Regions from separate parts of the Bicyclus anynana genome. Here region 2 is linked to region 1. Evidence: chromatin contacts called from public Hi-C data. All regions are on one chromosome and are shown on one strand. Each heading gives the region's core, a stretch centred on a gene start, on an enhancer-like site or on the middle of the called end of the contact. The rest is flanking DNA. Distances are from core to core; before and after follow the strand shown. Region 1 holds the start of LOC112055298 (cytochrome P450 6B5-like). Region 2 holds the start of LOC112054520 (protein charybde).

Evidence for each region. Hi-C and Micro-C count contacts between places; a contact is called where the count stands out from the background.
Region 2: a contact with region 1 is called in a Hi-C map of whole body, with 1.9 times the contacts expected there. The contact joins the promoter of LOC112054520 here to the promoter of LOC112055298 in region 1. A contact is called at or near these places in 2 of 2 Hi-C or Micro-C datasets (whole body and whole larva).

Annotation. Positions count from the first base shown.
Region 1 is chr19:14,949,418-14,952,926 of ilBicAnyn1.1, reverse strand. It overlaps LOC112055298 (cytochrome P450 6B5-like), which reads left to right and starts at 1,570. Exons shown (of 3, transcript XM_024095333.2): 1 at 1,570-2,848; 2 at 3,001-3,254. The coding sequence starts at 1,743.
Region 2 is chr19:15,107,996-15,111,186 of ilBicAnyn1.1, reverse strand. It overlaps LOC112054520 (protein charybde), which reads left to right and starts at 1,476. Exons shown (of 3, transcript XM_024094336.2): 1 at 1,476-1,840; 2 at 2,152-2,497; 3 at 2,760-3,191. The coding sequence starts at 1,786. The coding sequence ends at 2,844.

The DNA.
Region 1 (3,509 bases), core at 321-2,820:
TTATTATATTTTTATTTACAAGTTAGCCTTTGACTACAATCTCACCTGATGGTAAGTGATGATGCAATCTAAAATGCAATCGGGCTAACTTGTTAGGAGGAGGATGAAATCCACACCCCTTTCAGTTTCTACACGACGTCGTACCGGAACGCTAAATCGCTTGGCGGTACGTCTTTGTCGGTCCTAATAAAAAGGAAGGCGGCCTAGCCCTGCATTTATTTCTAAATCATAGGTGTGCCTGTGTTTGTTAGGTGCTCTTTCACGCCGTAGCTTCCAAATGAGCTGAAATTTTCAATGGAGATAGAAATTATCCTGTATTCATACATAGGCGACTTTTAATTCCAGAAAAAATTGTTGCTTACTTCGTAGAAGTTAGATTCGTGAAAAAATCAATTTCACATGGACGAAGTTGCTGAAGTGACGTCCGCTAGTAATCTATACTAATTAATATACTAATCTTTATTAATATTAATATTATAAAGAGGTAGAGTTTGTGAAGATTTTAAAAATTCTTTTACCACCAGAAAGCCACGTTATTTGTGCATGTCGTAGGCTATATTTTATCCCAGTATTCGCACGTGAACAAGAACTACGCGGGTTAAACCGCGGGGCGGTGGCTAGTGAATAATATTGTGAGACGGGGGGTAACAAAAGTAAATGCCTGAGTTGAGTATGGTAAAACTTAGTAAATGGCTGAGCTTGTTCTGATGTGGGCTACCCGCGTTGAAACATCTAATATGTTATTATCAAAATTTGTGTGTTGTGTGTTTAGCTGAACTAAACGAAATTGAGTTTTGATTACAACATACATACATATTAATAATTCACCACTTAATGTATTTAAATCGATTTTTAAAACGGGGTCATAAGAATGGTGTTGATTTTTACATTTTTCTGGTCTATTTTATAATTTCATTACTAAAACGAGAACCTGTGATAGCCTACCTCATTTTATGAAAGCTGAAAGTTAGGCTTTGCTCCTAACCATAGGTAAGTATGATACGAGTAGGTAGCCAATAACTAAGTTTGGACGTTTTTTTGCTTTTTACTAACTCTTCTGCATAAACGTGTAATATTATTATAGATAAAGGTTTAAATAAATAAATAAATACACTTCTGTTTTGAAAGTGACGAAACGTTAATAAGGTACGGAACATATCTAATCTCTATGTCATCACACGTTCACCTACTTAAATAAAATCGATCAATATTTAATGATTGATATCTTGATAAAGACTTTATTTACAATTTCCGATACGACATCGTATAGAAGACGCCGTTGACTTATTCGCTATTGAAGAGTTAAAGATGCTTCTTTACGATGTGCGCTTCTGAAGTATCGACTTGAAGCCGGTAAAATAAGAATTAAATGTATGTTTACTAGTAACAAACAACTTCTTATATTTCAAAATATTAGACTGAAAAATTTAAACTTCCGGTGTTACAGGTACGCTTAAAAGCATAAAAAGCATTGTAAATATCATGCTTTCATACAACATTACTATGTGTGTAATATTCGTAGAAAATAATTTGTAGCTGTAAAAATGGTGGACCAACCTTTACACTTGAGATCTACATCTTTATTATTTAAAATTTACGTTTGTCGTATCGTCTCAAGTCGTAAACTTTTCTCCGGTGTTTCAAAAATGTAATTAAATTTTATCGCGAGATACAATAATGAGTAAATCCTTTCGTTTTGCAACTGATTTCGTGAACACACGTAATTTACGTGCATTTCCAAAATGATTCAGCTTCTAATAGTAGTAGTTGTGATAGCATTATATTTCTATGGGACAAGAAACTTCGATTTCTTCAGCAAGCGCGGAATCAAGTTTGAGAAGCCGATGATATTCTTCGGGGGATACCTGAGGCAGCATGTTGATAAAGTGAGTCTTTCTGGACGTTTCGCTGCGCTCCACCGGGCGCATCCGGATGAGAAATTCGTTGGATTCTTCGAAGGGAACAGCCCAGCCGTCGTCATCATTGATACGGAACTAATAAAGCATGTACTGCTGACGGACTTTCGTGATATACATCACAGAGGACTTATTCCCCGGACGAAGTTCACGGAACCTTTGATGAGGAATATACTCACCTCAGAGGGAGACACGTGGAAACTGATGAGGCAAAAGTTGACACCGGCATTCTCGAGCGGTAAACTGAAGGCCATGTTTCCACTTATTGTTGAAATGACTGGCAAATTGACGAAGTTAGCTGATGAAGCGGCGACGAAAGACGAAGTCGACGTACGCGAAATGATGGCTAGATACACGACCGACTTTATCGGGGCGTGCGGCTTTGGTATCGACTCGAACGCTTTGAATGAAGAAAACTCAGATTTTCGCAAACTCGGCAAGCGTATATTCACTTATACAAATAGGGATATATTCATTAATGTGATGAAAAGGGCTTTTCCCTCAGCTTTTGAGTATGCTCGACAGTTTGCACCCGAAATCGAGCACAAAACCATGTCAATCATCAAAGAAATCATGACTCAGAGAAACTACCAACCTTCAGGTAGAAATGATTTTATAGATATTCTCTTAGAGCTCAGACAGAAAGGCAAAATTGTTGGGGAATCTATTGAGCATCGCAATCCTGATGGTTCTCCGGCTATTGTCGAACTTGATTTGGACGATGAACTGCTTGCGGCGCAGGTGTTTGTTTTTTTCGCTGCCGGATTTGAAACTTCGTCATCGGCCAGCAGTTACTTTCTTCACTGCCTAGCTTATCATCCTGAAATTCAGGAGCGATGCCAGAAGGAAGTTGACGAAATTATCGCCAAGTATAACGGCAAACTCTGCTATGACGCCATTAGGGATATGAAATACCTGGAAATGGCTTTCAGGTAGGTAACTAAAGAATTAAGTAAATTATGTGTCTCTGATAAACTTATTTTTTTTTAATATCGCCTCTATTAGAAGGCCTTCGTTATTTCTTACAGCGCAAAGGCATTTTTGATAAGTGGGATTTTAATAGTTATTTTGTCTTCTTTTTTAGAGAAAGCTTACGTTGTCTTCCGTCGCCCGGGTTCATTATCAGAAGAACAACATCTAAATATACCATACCCGGTACCCAGGTGACCTTGGATGACGGCTCCGTAATAATAGTGTCAATAGAAGCTCTCAGCAGCAGTGAAAAGTACTTTGAGGATCCTGAAGAGTTCAGACCTGAGCGATTCCACCCTGACAATATTGGAAACATAAAAAAATTTACATTTATGCCTTTTGGAGATGGACCACGATCGTGTATAGGTAAGAATAGGCAAATTATATTTTTGGCTTTTTAATTTAATTATGCAAAATACTGGTATTGTTAAAACAATATTTGAAGTTAGTGAGTAGTTTCACTTCAAATCTAGCTTTGACGATAAGGGTTTTGTTACAAATCGTTGAGTTCTTGGGAGCTGAGACAATAAGTCTAAGAACACAAAAGCACAGTTCCTACAATGCTCAAAGTACGTAGGTGGCACATGAATTTCAGCGATGTACGGCTATTTGTGACAAGGT
Region 2 (3,191 bases), core at 227-2,726, 160 kb before region 1:
TTAATTTGTTTGTTTTTTACATGTATGTGATTTTCTTTCTGATAACTGATCTACGATTGAGTTAGTCATTTGTAATTACCTATATAATTAACGAGGTTTTTTATTACCTTTTTCAATTTTAAAATATTGAGTTTTGAAAGCCTTGTAGATTAGTTTGTGACAGAAAGCGATCGTAAAGACGCAGTGTTTAAGTTAACTGTTTCGATGGACAAAAAACCCACGTAGTTATGTAACTCAGTGTAACATTTTTACCAGTAAAAAGTAGATAAAATTATTTAAAAAAATATTTCACTTAGAAATGTAATCTGTTTTGTCACCTGTAAACGACTGTCGCTGATACTGTAATAAAAAATATTATCTATAACATAAATTGATTTACCTTTATCGTCTATTAATTCAGTACAGTGCAAAAAGTAATCAACAACATATACATTCGTAATATTATCCCTAAATCTAAGCTCCTCTTCCTATTTTGAAAAATCGAGAAAAATTGCTATAAATTCACCAAAAGGATTACACATAATCGATTTGTTAACCTTTGTTAAAACTTCGAACAACGATACATCAAAACCATCAAAAGAAATTCTCGAAAGTTCTACCGGGCTGACGCAACATCGGAAGTGTAATAATAATGACTGCCGTTACCAATAGCCAGATACTATTAGATCTTTTTGTTCGTTTAATTCCCATTATCTTACATCACACAAACTGTTGCTAAGTGCATTTAGTTCCCAAGTCTATCGATGACAAAAGTGCTAAAACAAAAGGCATTGTGCGCAGAATCGGGTCTTTTCGTAACAATGGTCATCCGTGCTAACATGAATTGTGTGACAATAAAACTTGTTTCCTTTAGCACATTACATTTTGTAACACCTTGGACTTCCAATTCAATAATATAAATTTGACAAATCTAAATTTTCATATTCTGTTCTTGTAATTCAAACAATCCGTTTACAATATTTTTAATATCTAAAAACTTAATCTAAATTTTTTACAACATAGTGACATCGACCAATTGGATCTCGATTACAAGTCACTTAAAACCACCACGATTACTGATATCTTTACTATAGACGATAAGTTTACAATATCGCATAACACTACAATCGGAACAAAGAACCCTCACAAATACTTATTTCTAAACCATAACAGATTCTTATTTGCTAACGACAATTATAACTAAAACAATATTATTCGCTGTAAAATATGTACAAATGAGTAACGTACACGATAACATTTAAGAAACACCATTACTTAAAATTAGAAAAATTTTTCATGTGAACGAACTGTTATGTTCCACCGGTGGAACTAGAACAAAGAAGCCGGCCGGCGTTTGCCGGAGGCCGGCGCGCGACGGCGCAGAGACGTGCGGTGCACTCCGCGGGCGCTCGCGACTGGCGCGCGGGGACCCCGCGGCCTCCCGCGGAGAGACGCCCCGCACCCCCGGCCGCGGCCTTCTATATATACCGCGCACAGTCGCCGGAATCGTCAGTCCGTCACACAGAGCGACAGGGTCGGGTGGGTCGAACGGTGAGCCGAGGGCGAGAGACGAAGCCCTAAGGTTACGAGATCAGATCTGATGCAGTCGTGTTAACCTCGGACGTTACAACTTCCAATCGATCTCTTCACGATAACTAGTCGCCGGTCGTGAAGCCGGTCGTTCAGTGCGCATTCGCAGTACAAAAGAGACTTGTGATATTTTTCTAGTTTTTTAAGTTCCGCAACGGAACGCTTCGTTTTAAATCGCGTTTAAAAGTGTACAATATAAGTAAAAATTTGGAAAACATGGAGATCCTGCCGGTTACGAGTCAGTTTAACGTCGGATTCAGTAGTGAAAAAGGTGAGTCCACACTTTCTATTCTTCGGCGAGTGGGGAGGGAAGTTCGACTTTCTAACCGGCGGCTGTCAGCTGTTGCTAGGCGGCGCGCGCACAGACTCCGGCCCCGGCCGGGCCCGGTCAGCTGACGCAACAGCTGTTCTGCTTCTTGTTAACACTTAACAGATAACTTGATCACATTCTTATTAGGATTTCGAATTTCTCAGAACCTTGTAAGATTCTAATTTGAAAATTTTGCAAATACATTTCTTTCATCTGTGTATTATCAGAAAATAAATGAATAAGTGAATAACCGTCGGTGTGTATTGTTGCAGCGTGGAATGGGCCCACATGGAGAGAGGCGCCCGTGCCGGTGCCCACGGAGACGGCGCTGGCCCAGCGGCTGGAGCGCGAGCTGCGCGCCGCCAAGGGAGCCAGCGAGCTGGCCACGGCCGAGGTGCTGGTGCCGGCCGAGCTGCTGTGCCGCGCGGCGCGCCAGACGCTGGCGCTGGCCGAGGGCGAGCCCTGCGGCTCGCGCGGCGCCGCCGTCATCGTGGACGTGGCCGGCCGGCGGCTCGCGGCCTTCAAGATAGACCCCAACACGCTCACCACGCACGAGATACACCTGCACCTGGAGCACGACGCCACCAACTGGACCAGCCTGCTGCCGCAATTCTTAAAGTGAGTGTGAGATTTATTTTTATGTACCTACTGTTAATTTTGAGAATCTTAGTTTCAAATAAAAAAAAATCTACTTTTCATTTAAAATATTTTATCTGGGAATTTACTTCATTCTTTTTGAAGTTTAGAGTTTGTAGTGTGGCCTATGATAAAAATATAAAATATCGATAATTTTGTTATCGACTTAATTTAGCAAACATCCCCGAAGTTACTAATTTATAATTTCCTGATTGACTTTACTGATCGATCGTTTCTTCCACAGAAACTTAACGAGAGGCGGCACCATCATCATCAGCCCCCAGTTCACGATAGAAAAGAAAAAGTTGTTCCGGAGTCAAGCCGAGTGAGCGAGCGAGCGAGCGAGCGACGCCGCGGAGCGTGTGGGTCTAGCGCGAGATGCGAGCGAGCCGACTGATTGCCCTCCTCGATATCTACGTATCGTTATTTTAAATATCAATATTATATTATGTATATTATATTTTTAATAAGAGAAAAAAGCACAGCGTGATATGTAATGTATAGTAGTAGTAAGCGTCCGGCGCGCCGCGGCCGCCGGCGAAGTGCGCTTTGTCGCCAAAGCGTCGACGTTCCGCCGGCGGCGGCGGCCGGCGCGTCGGCGGCGCGGGGCGGCCGATCTCGCGCCGTCGCCGGCCCCCACCGCCGCCGCCCCGCTGCTGTTGTTGGTGTTGTGGAT